2 separate regions of the Mus musculus genome follow, and region 2 is linked to region 1. A link is a contact called in public promoter capture Hi-C data. All regions are on one chromosome and are shown on one strand. The core of a region is the stretch at or near the end of the contact, and the rest is flanking DNA. Distances in the headings are between cores, read along the strand shown.

Region 1 (5,898 bases), core at 1,527-4,026:
TGATCAATTCTAGAAAGTTAGTGTATCCATCCAGATAAAGATGAGTAGTCATCAAGGAGATACAAACTGGTGCCCAGAGAAGTCAGGAAAGGATATTAGATCTCCTAGAACTGAAGTTAGGGATGGTTGTGAGCTGGGTATTAAACAGAGCCTCTGAAAGAACAGCCACTTAGCCACTTAGCTCTTAACCACTGAGCATCTCTACAGAACACCCCCCACCCCCACCCTATTGAGCTTTTTTATAAACATCCACATTCCTTATTCTAAATGTTCTAATTACCCCTCCCCTGTCTTCAATGACTGGGAAACATTTACTACTTAAAACTTAAGACACCAGCAGTGAACACTGACCCTGTAAATCTGGGCCTCAAGACCAGCAAGCCTCATCATTTGTCAGTACTCTTTCTATCTGCAGCTGCTCTCTGTCTTCCTGTTATTAGGCAGTAGATGGTGGGGAGTATCAGATGGCTGAGGTAAAAAAAACCGCCAGCGATTTCCATCTGTCCTTCTAGGCATTGTTCATCTGATTTGTGTCACCTTTCATTTTTGGCTCCTTCTCTGAGAACTTCCTGTTTATGTGTCAGCTTCCTCTGCAAGCACTGTGCAGTCCACAGGCGTGAGGACTGTAGCGGCTTGACTGTCTTTCCCGTGCTGGGAAAGAACACAACACAACTGGCATGTATGTGTGCTTACTGTGCAGGACCTAGAAAGCTACCTACAGGCATTTGGAGACATGTGAGACATGTAAGTATCACACTTATCTGACTTAAATTCTGAAGTCTTTATTTTCCCCCTTTGCAACATTTGCTAGTCTTTCTATTTTGGGAGTATGTGTCAAGAAATTTACTTAGTCAGGTGCTATACAGGCAGGTTCACTATTCTGGCCTCCTGGGGTAACTTGTTGGCTTTGTTGTTTGGCTTTGTTGTTTACAAAGCCAAAGATTACTAATTACTATTAGTATCTTGTCAGGTTGGACTAAACCAGTTGGGATTGAATAGACTTCTTGCATGATTAAGGCCATCTTAACACCTCTTACATAAAGTGTTGCTGTTGGTGTGTGTGTGTGTGTGTGTATGGGGGTGGGGAGGAGGGGGGGGGGAGAAGTTGCTAGTAGGAAATAGAAACTGAACCAGGATGGAAAAAAGGTAGCTGGTAGGTTTTTTTTTTTTTTTTTTTTTTTTTTTTGACCCAGAGGGGCTTTTTCACTCATTCACACTTCCTGGTAACAAGAAGAAAATGCAGTTCAGTTCTCCATAAATAATTTGCATTTATAATTGCACCCCCTTCTTCTCTCAAAAGATAAAGGCTTTAAACATTCAATAACAAGGCCTGAGAAAAAGGCAACCAACACGGTGCCTTAAGAGTGCTGAAAACAACATATATTTGAGAATAAAACATATTGAATCGACTCTGGACCGGCGTCGGTAAATACCCAGCACAGAGCCATGCGCCGGGAGAGACGGAAAAGTGCAAAATCCAAGGCAGCACTCTGCCTTGCAGAGCACATGCAATTTGCTTCTAGCTTTGTTGGAAGAAGCTTCAGGTGGCACAAGTAAAATCCTCCGGACTTAAAATAGCAAGCTCCATTCACACGGTAACCAATAATATTTCCAGTTTACACTTAAATGTTTTCACTCCGTAACCGCCGCAAACTGCCAAATACAATTTTATCGCGAGAGAGGATTAAAAATAGGACGGGGTTATCGCAGAGCGTCATAGGCTTTTAAACCCACCTCCCGCCATGCAATTTACACATGCTGTTTTTAAAAAGAAGAAGAAGAAGTCAAGAAACCCACTGAGGACGTCAGAAAACATTTCCTTGGGTCGTTCCACCTCACCTGAGGTCTCCTTAATTAACCACCCAGAATGCCCTGAGCTCTGCTGTGGGCCTGCGTGGGCCAGCGTCAGGAAACAGTGCAAGCACCCGCGTGTCCCTTCCCCATCCCCAGCATCAGCACCTAGGTTCTGCTAATCGTACGAGTCTTCTCGGCTTCTACCCTCCACTCAATCTAATAAAGCAGTTTTTTTTTTTTTCCCAAAACACCAGCGAGGGCGACGGTAAGAAGCGAGCCAGGCGCTTGGCCGTCCCGCGCGCACGCGCAACTCCCGAAGCGCGGCGCGCCGGGGCCCCGCCCCCTTCCCCTCACCCCACCCCTCGGCGCCGGGGAGTGACTGACTCCCGCCAGCCCCTCCACGTCAATCAACTCTCCTCCTCCTCCTCCTCGCACTCTCTGCACCTTGTTATTAATCTCTAAAGCGATAGCGCCTGGACTTCTCTCCCCGGCCCTCGGGGTTGTGAGCGTGTGTGAATTAGAGCGAAGGCATCGAAAGCTCGCGTCTCTCTCTCTCTCTTCTCCCTCTCTTTTTCTCTCTCCTCGGCCCCGGCCTCGGCAGCGACCCGGCTCGGCATCGACCCCCGCGGCGGCGGCAGCCTCAGCGCCAGGAGGCCAAGGCCAAGGGCGGGCTCCGCGAGGCTTTCGCAGCGGCGTCTCCGGCGACCGCGGGCCCTCTCCTACGCGCCCCGGTCGCCCCGGTCCTGCGCGGCGCGGCCCGCGTCCCCCCTCCCCGCCCCCCGATCCGTCTGCTCTGCGCTCCCTTCGGCCGCCCTCCGCCGCCTCGGTGGTTCCTCAGGCGGCCCGGCCCGGCCCGCCCGCCCCGCGTCCCCTCCGGCCGGTGCCTCTCCCCCCGGCGGGCTGCCTGCATGTCTTTACTGCCCTCAGCCCCGCCGCCACCGCCGCCGCCGCCTCCCCCGCCGCCGCAGCCCCAGCAGCAGCCGCCCCGCCGCCGCCGCCGTCGCCGCCGTCCGGACCCTGGCGCGCTGAATGCAGGTGAGGAGGGGGCGCGGGCCTCGACTCCCGGCCCTGCGCGCTCGCCTTCCGGGGCCCGGCCTCCCGCCGCCGCCGCGGCCCCTCGGGGTGAGCGGGCGGGCGTGGGTGTTTGTGTTTGCGTCTGAGGTCTGGAGGGGAGCATCTGTGGGGCCCTGGTGCGCGCGCGCGTGTTTGTGTGTGTGTGTTTCCCCAGCCGCGGGGAAATGGCTGCTGGTGCTCGTTCAGGGCCCGCGGAGGAGAATGAGGTAGAGTGTTTCCGTGCCTCGGAGTCGGACCGGGAGTGGAGCGAGGGGGAGCGCGTCTCCCCGGGGAAGTGAGGTGGGCGAGGGACGAACGTGTGTGGGTGTGTGAGTTGGGACTTTGGCGGGCGGGAGGCGGCCCCGCGGCGAGTGGGTGTGCGTGTGTGTCGCGTGTGTGTGTGTCTGCGTGTGTGTGTGTCGGGCGGCGGGAGCCGGCCCGCGTCGCCTCAGGGGGCGCGGGTTCCAGGCCGTGTGCGTGTGGGGAGGGGGACGGAGTCGGGGACCCCAGAGCGTCGAGGTCCTTCCGCTTCGAGGCCGGGGCTCAGAGCCTCACAGGTGAGAACGGCTCGGCGGGAACCCACGCCGTGGACGCGGGAGGCAGTGCGGCCCCCACGGCGGCGGGCGGCGGGCAGCGGGGGCTCGGGCCGCGGTTCCCGAGGCCGGGGCCGCGGCAGGAAGCGCGCCGGCCTGCAGCGCGGCCTAACCGTCTTCGCGCCCGGTGGCCTCCCCAGACGCTCCTGGGACTCCGTCCTCGCGCGGGCCCCGGGCGCTGCCCCGGGCCTGGCCAGGTGAGGGTCGGGGGCGGGACACGCGGATCGTGGTCGCCTGTGCCGCCTCCGCGTCTCCCAAGGGGAGAGGAAGGCATATTTTGGCGTTCTAACTGCAGGCCTTCCCAGGCTGGCGTGGGGAACCCGAGGGAAAGTGAATCAAAACAGGAAATCTCGGAATTCGTGGGGTTCGGATCTCCTCTTTCCGTCCGTCCTTTAAGGCTGTGCGAGCAGAGGCTTGAGTAAATACGTTCTTTGTTGTTGCAGTTGTTGCAGCGGATACTTTATCGTTGGTTAGATTTTTCACTTCCCTGGAAATCACTCTGGAAAGGCAGAGAGGAAGAAAGGGAAACTGGCCTTGTTGGCCTGTGGTGTTGGTGGGATTGGATCAATTTTGTGAATTTGAAATGGCTTATATCCTGCCTCCTAGAGGGAAAGGCGTGGACACAGAACTGAGGAGGTCAGTGAGGAAGAGGAAGTTCCCGGAGCTGTCATCTTAACCCTACCGGCGGCTTATTTAGCTTAGACTGTTTAGGCGGATTGTGTTCAGGAGTTTAGCTGAGCTGTTTGTACACAGTGAAGGCACGCTACAGCAGTTTTAGATGCTATCTTACTGATTCTCGTTATCTTAATTCTCCATGGAGATAGTCATGTGCAACCAAACGTGTTTTTCCTTAAGTCTCCCAAACCTAGATCATCAGCCTCTATGGTCAATTTATTGTGTGCTCCTGGAAAGCTATCTCAAAACAAAAAGCGGAAATAAAGGTAAATCTGCCACTGAGTGAATAGGGCATTTCAGAACTGTATGTAAACGGTATTTTAGTTGCCGACTAACCTCACTTTTTATATTTGGGTCTAGTTAGACCACACAGCTAGACCTTGACTGTGGGTGGAGTCACACAATACTGTATCATTTGAAGCTTTTAGGTCGTGGTCACTGTAATGACCAGAGATTGCTCTTTTCTGAACCTAGGCTCACAGAGAAACAGTATGTTCTTCAATGGGAGGGTGGGGGTGGGGAGAGGAGAAGTAAAAAGCTGTTTCTATCAACATTACTCGAGGAACAGCCGAAGTGTGGAGTTTAATAGGAAAAGGGTCTTAACTTTTACAGACTAGTTAGAACCATGGCCATGTCATTAATACTTATTGTCATGTTCTCTTGATGTCTAGGATTTGTGTATCTGTTTTCTTGTATCAGGAAGATGATACTCTTTCAGTAAGGTTGTGAGAGGCCATTGAGAAAACATGTTTGGCATATAGTAGATGCGATCTTTTACTACTGCCTGCTACTGCTCTGATTATAAGTATCGAAAAGTTTTTAAGTACAAATACTCATTAATTACCTGTAGCAATATTGCTTAATTGTGAGTTAGGGGGTCGAGAAAATACAGCTGGGGATGTAGCTTTGTGTACAAATATGTGGGCCCTGGGTTTGGGTCCCAGCAATGAGGAGAAAAAGTATTTCAGAGGCCTTTAATATACATAAAGTCTGTGTAAGCATATGAGATGTCCTTTTTTTTTTTCTAGACGTAAAATTGTCAATGTAGCCTTGCATGTTAGTTTATAGAAAATAGCCAAACTTGCTATATTTATTATTTTTGATTAGTTTTAGTTTCATTACTTTTTAATGAATTTAAAAACATAGTCCCTGGGAGAGGATCCTAAGTTCTGTAAGTTGATTACAATCAAACATCAGAATAGATGAAAGAAGTAGATTTTATATACAGCCACAAACAATAAATGTTACAAAACTGTTACATAATTCTTTTAGTTCAGGTTGACAGATTCTTGTAAATAAAACCTTTGGGAGCATCTTTCTGAGTTTTTCTACCATCCTGTAATAATCTGCTGTTTCTATTTTGTATAGAGTGGGTAGTAAATGTGCTATTTATTGAGTTTTAATTTTTTTAAATTTAAATTTATGTTTTTGGAAAACCATAATGGTGAGGGGTGTAAAGTAAAACCAGTGGAAAGGTTAGAAGAATTATACTTTTTAAAATTAAGTGTTTGTTTTTGAGAGTCTTGTCTTGTAGAGCAGGTTTACCAAAAACTTACAATCCTCTCGCCTTAGCCCCCTTATGGCAATTAGAGGCATTTGCATTTCACTTGGTTCTAATTTAAGAGGTTTGTTTGCTTACTTGCTTGCTTGTTTTATGTTTTAGGGAATGAGGATAAAGACAGTAGTGAGAATGTGTGAATGATTTCATTAAGTCCCTTAAAAATACTAGTTTGGGGGGTTGGAGAGGTAGCTGAGCAATGAAAGGAACATTGTACTCTTTCAG
Region 2 (5,753 bases), core at 3,003-5,502, 1.9 Mb before region 1:
CAGGAACTCGATCAGACATAGGGGAAATTTAGTTCTTTTATGACCATGCCTGATAAAAGCTGAAATAGGCTTTATCACCTGTAGGCACTGAAGATTTATTTTCTTCCTCTGAATCACTTTAGATACCACACAATGAATCACTTCCGATGTGATGAGTATATGAATCACTTCTAGCAGTAGACAGTCCCAGAGAGTCATGTCCATCACTGTGGCTGCCAGGCAAAGAAGCCTGCTTGTAAGTAACACAGAGGTTTGCTTTCACCTTTTTAGACCTAAAAGATGTTTTTAAATGTTTGCCTTTATTGTTACACATTTGCTTATTTACTTATTTGCTTATTATTTGTTGGTAAAGGTAGAGAGAAATAAATTAATTTCTATGCAGATTTCTTGAGATCAGGGTGGGTAGCATTCTAATTTATTTTTGAGTTATGTGTCTATTTGGGTGTTTCTGTGTGAGTTTTACATATACAGGTGGCTTGCTCACAGATGCCAGAAGATGCTTTGGATACCCTGGACTGAGTATAGGTTATGAACCTCCTGACATAGGTGCTGGGAACTGAAATCTGGTCCTCTGGAAGGCATTGCTCTTAGCCACTGGGCCATCTCTTCAGTCCTGCACTTTTGCTTAGAATGTTGTAACACACATCGCAGGTATCAGCAAACATCTGCTAACAAAGATTAGTACATGAATTATTATATAAAATGGAACATGAGTGTGTGTCTTCATCTCTTCCTTTTTCCTCCCCCCTCCCCGCAACTTCCTGAAACTGTGTCCTTTTCCCCATTCTTACAGGGAAAGAAAACTTGGTTTGAAACGTTGTGCTCACCCAAACCCTTAGTCCCCTTAGGAGTGGAAAAGGGAAGTGGTGCTGTTGTCTCAGCTCAACATGGCCCAGAAAGAATTCCAAGTGTATTCTGGCTCTCATCTCCTTCATTATTGCTTGTGAGAAAGCATGGTCAGCAGCAGCATTTGCCAGGGACACTCCCAAGAAGAGACTGACCTACTTTTAGCTTTAGCCCATGTCCTTGGACTCCCCACAGTAAGCAGCAAATCAGGACAGCGGGTTACCCTAATAACCAAAAATCAGTAAATAGTTTTTACATGAACATAATTTGTTTGACTATTGATCTCTGCTGGTTGAGGCCATTTCCTGTTTTGTGGTCAGTCTTGCATGAGCAAGCTAGTGAAATGCAAGACTTCTAGAGCTGTGCTGAACTCATCACCTACACAAACCAACAAAGAACCATGAGTGCCGGGGTTCAGTATACCAGTTACTTCTATTAGCCTTGGGATCCAGGAAGTGCCGAGGTCAGAGAGTGTATTTTGCTATAATTTGAGTGTAAGAGAAGACATCAAAGTCTACAAGATGAGCAGGCAATGAGTCAAGAAACCAGGGGCAAAGGAGCCAATTATCGAGAGTTCCAAGTACCTTACCAAGGGGCAATATCCTGTAGCATATCTCTTCAAATTGCTTCTTGAAAACACTTTTACAGTTTCTGGCAGACTTCATTTATCCCAGATTTTTATTAGAATATATGTGTGTGTGTGTGTATATATACATACATACATACATATATATGTATACACACATATATGTATATATGTATACACACATGTAATATATGGTATTATTTGGTAAAATTACTCAAAGTATAATTCTCTTTTGAATAGGATTAGAGTTAAAAATGGAGACCTAACTGCAAGTCTCACAAAGGGCATTTACTATCTGAATTCTGGGCACTAGCTGATAGGTACTCAATAAATATTCATTGAAGTGATGGTCTCCTGTCCTCAAAGAGCTGACATTGACATATCTGGCTGTAAATCAAAATCATAAATATCATAAATAGAGTATCATAAATAAAAAGTTAAACATAGATGGTGGCCAACAATACACATGCAAAAGAGCAGCCTGTAAGCATCACAGGAACTTCCTATCATAAAGCATTGACTTGTTACAGTGACTTGTGAAGGAGGAGGGGCTGCCTCCTCTCAGTCACTGTGTGCATCAGTGACGTTGAAAGCTCTAAAAGCTACGTTGTTGACAAAGCAAAAGGGGAAGTCACAGGTGGAAGTGGTGGAGAAGAGAGGGGAGGGAGAAATGGGGAAGAGAACAGAATCAGTAAGGAGAAATTTGCACACAAACTTCAGCCCCTGTAGGATTTTGGCAAGATCTGATGAGCTCACCGCCGGATGAAGTCTTATTGTGATTCAGTTTGTTCTTTGAGTCATACGTAACCATAAAATTGTACATATTAATGTACACATTGCACAATGCTTACAAGTTACCTGGCTTTATCTCCTCCACTACTTAGCCTTTTCAAGGTGAAACCCGTGATAACTGGGCTCAGGGAGAGTGGGACTAGATATTTCCAGGTGTGATTTTTCATTGCTACCGAAGTGATCACTGGCTCCTAGCTTTGTCTTGGCTGGGAGAGATGCAAATTAAAAGCCCAGTGGGGTGTGGGATAACCTTCCTTTAAGTTGTTGATCACAGGTGTCCCAAAATCAATACAGGCTATTACCATTACTCTTGGTTGCCTACCGGAACTTGATGTCAAGACCCTTTAGCTGTAGACACCATGCATTTTGGACACAGGACTTTGAGGAACCCATCTGGAACTGACCTGTAGTCTCCCGAAATCTAGCTCTTATAGTCTTAGAATTGATTATGTGAGCTGCCAAGAGAGAAAAGCCATCAATAGTCCTGCCTACCAGTGAAGCCTGCAAGCCACAGGAATGGCTAACATGGAGAGATATGCTCATTTCTACAATATAGGGTGATAACTGTTTTCTGATTGGGATTAAGGCTCACTCCACAGAAAGAAACGTATCTTTCTCCAAGATACTCCAAGAGCCTGTGGCTGTGGTGCTCATGGGCCACAGGAATGAACCTATTACTTTGATGTCAAATAAATGGACATCAAAGCAAACGACCCTCTGAATTCATGTCTCTCTACTTGTAGATCAGCCAGCGCAACTCTGAGACCTCATCAGACAAGTTTCTCAGTGCAGGGGATGGTGGTTAATGCACAAACCCACAAATGGTCAAATCGAAGAGAATAAATGCTCGTGGATTGCCCAGCCACAAATGGGACATACAAATCACAAGCCCTCCTTAACGTTCCAGGACAATCCACAAAGGGTGGGAGTAAGGTGAGTGAAAAGATTCACAGAACTCTAGGTCAGGGGCACTACAGCTCAGCGCTGGCCTCTGGGCATGACGGGATTGCTGCATGCATGAACACACAGCCGCTGAGGTTGTCGCACAATATCCTCAGAAGATCAAGCCAGTCAACCTGCTAGCATGGAGTGGGAAACTTTTTTTTTTTTTTTTTTTTTTTAATGAAATCCCACCGGTCACCCTGGAGCTATGCACAGTAGAAGGCTTCCGAGTGGGGCTATGGTTTTCTTTAAGGGTGTGGTTCTTTGAAGGCTAAACCTACTCCATTGAATGGTCCCCACGTGGACCAGGAGTATATAGACTGCTCAAATTGGAGTCTATGGGTTCTTGACAAAAGGGACACGAAGTTGAGGTGTGTGTAGGGAGGTGAGGGTTGATTTCAGAGGAGTTAGGGGTAGGGAGGTGTTGGGTGTGTGTGTGTGAAAAATATATATGATCAGTACACGTCGCATGAAACTCTCAGAATTAATGAAAAATGGAAAAATTATCAAATAGAAAAAAAAAGAGAAAGAAAAGAGGAAGTCCCCTTTCTTAAACCTTAAATCCTGCGTCACTAGGTCGGTGTGTGATGGATGAAAGGTGCGGAGGGATGAGGCATAAGGCCGTCACTATCCAGGAGACAGCTGGTCCTGAGTCTCTAAACCACGCGGAGGGCCGTTCCAGCACAGCTGGGGAAAACAGGCCGGGCCAGGCTTGCGGGAGAGTTGGATATGTTTAGTATCTAGAGGACGTTTGTTTTTCAGAACTCCTCTCTCCCTTCCGAAATCTGGCAGGCGTTAGTCATCCGCTGCTCAGCACGAACCCTCAAGTGTGCTTGTGTGGCTCGTCGGGCTTCCTCCCGGCGCCCCGCCCTCGGGCTCGCACGAGCAGACCGGTCAGCGCCCACTCCCACCCCCCAGGCCTGAGGTGCCCGGCGGCCTGCCGCTCCCCCGGGTGCTTAGCATCCCGGGCTGCAGAGGCTCGCCCCGCGCGGCGCGGCGCCAGGTTGGGGCAGGGAAGAAAGTTATAAAGTGCCGCGAGGAGTTGGGCGGTCCGAGGAAGAGAGGCGGAAGAGGAGGACTCGGCTGAGTTCCCGCGGCGATCGTGGGGTCCGCGGGTGCCTGTCCCGCAGCTCACCACCGCAGCTAGACGCCAGCCTTTCTGCTCCCGGGTGGGCGCCGGAGACTCAGCGGGAGGCGAGGAACTTGTCCCGAGAGCTGTCGCTGCGGGCCTCATTGTCTGCAGCAACTCTCCGGAATCCGGAGTGGGAGAACTGGACTCTGTCCACTGGGATTTGCCCAGAGTTCCGGCGGCAGCTGTGGCGGCTGCGGAGACTCTCTTTGTCCTCCCAGGACCTCGCTCTCTCTCCTCAGTGGCAGCTGTTGGGTGGCTCTGAGCTTGGAGAGGGCATCCCAGCCCCGCTCAGCCTCTGACCCCCGGGCGAGTCCCCGGTGACTCCGCCTCTTTCACGTCTCTGCTCTGTGAAGCCCGGAGCCCAGAACCCCGAGCCCAAGGGACTGTGAGCCAGAGAGAGCTGCCGGGCCCCGGCCACAGGATGGTGGCCGGTCGGTCCCGGGCGCGCAGCCCTGGGAGCTGGCTGTTCCCTGGCCTGTGGTTGTTGGCTGTGGGCGGTCCGGGGTCGTTGCTGCAAGCCCAGGAGCAGCCCTCTTGCAAAAAAGCCTTCGATTTGTACTTCGTACTGGACAAGTGAGTGAAGGAGGACTGTGGGGTCAGGGTCTCCTGGGGGGAGGGCAGCTCTGAATCAGCTAGGACTGAAGTTGAGATGTGTTTGGATTCTGGGGGAGGCGACGAGGGAACTCTCCCTAGTGTGCATGTGGCTGACTCCTTTCAAAGGCAAGCTCATTAGCTGTACAGGAATAGGGGCTGCGAGACTCCAGGGCTACTTGGTTCTCCAAAGGAGAGGCGTGCAGTGCTTTTTTTGTCCTGGAATCTTTTGGGAAACGGTAGTGTGGCCACCTGCAGCTCGTTTCCTCCCAGGAACTTTTGTGCCTCTTTATCATACTCCCCCTAGACCCCCACGGACATTCTAAAGTTTGCCTAATTTTATCCTGATCACACTGGGAGCCAGGGGGGGGGGGGGAAAGCCTTAATATACCCAATGTGGCTTGCATTTCCTGAGAAATGAGGGCTTGTGTTTTTATTTTGAAAAGCCAGGTCTCTCTCTAAACAGTACAAAGCAAGTGTCCCCCCCCCCCCCCCCAAGAAGTGTGGTCTTCCTGGTTTCCTTGATTCAGCCCAAACACTAAAGTTTCAGCTCTGAACATGGACATGAACAAGCACACTTAACTTTGAAGAGGGGAGTCAGTCCCCGCCCCCTATCCCTGACCCCCGACCTCCACCCCCCATCATGCGCCTTTTAAAACTGAAGAAATGTTTGCCATTAAGGCCCACTTTTTGTCTTTCTGATCAATTTATCTTCCTTTTTCAGGTCTGGCAGTGTAGCAAATAACTGGATTGAAATTTATAATTTTGTCCACCAGCTGACAGAGAGATTTGTGAGGTATGTCTCCCCATCGTACCTTTCTTGGCATTGGAAAGGAAATCGAACAAACAGCCGGGTTTCCCTGT

Evidence for each region. Capture Hi-C pulls out chosen DNA fragments and counts their contacts.
Region 2: a contact with region 1 is called in a promoter capture Hi-C map of liver, with 3 times the contacts expected there. The contact joins the promoter of Antxr2 here to the promoter of Cnot6l in region 1. A contact is called at or near these places in 1 of 39 promoter capture datasets (pre-B cells), 2 of 484 Hi-C or Micro-C datasets (CD4 T cells and pre-B cells), 1 of 115 datasets of contacts at active chromatin or transcription factors (thymic regulatory T cells) and 2 of 9 other capture datasets (adipose tissue and liver).

What each region holds. Positions count from the first base shown.
Region 1 is chr5:96,158,868-96,164,765 of GRCm38.p6, reverse strand. Cnot6l (CCR4-NOT transcription complex, subunit 6-like) reads left to right here and starts at 2,776. Exons shown (of 12, transcript NM_144910.2): 1 at 2,776-2,829. Gm52799 reads right to left here and starts at 2,971. Exons shown (of 2, transcript XM_030254979.1): 1 at 2,875-2,971; 2 at 820-2,627. The coding sequence starts at 2,971. The coding sequence ends at 2,011.
Region 2 is chr5:98,029,516-98,035,268 of GRCm38.p6, reverse strand. It overlaps Antxr2 (anthrax toxin receptor 2), which reads left to right and starts at 4,252. Exons shown (of 17, transcript NM_133738.2): 1 at 4,252-4,871; 2 at 5,614-5,685. The coding sequence starts at 4,720. It also overlaps Gm42759.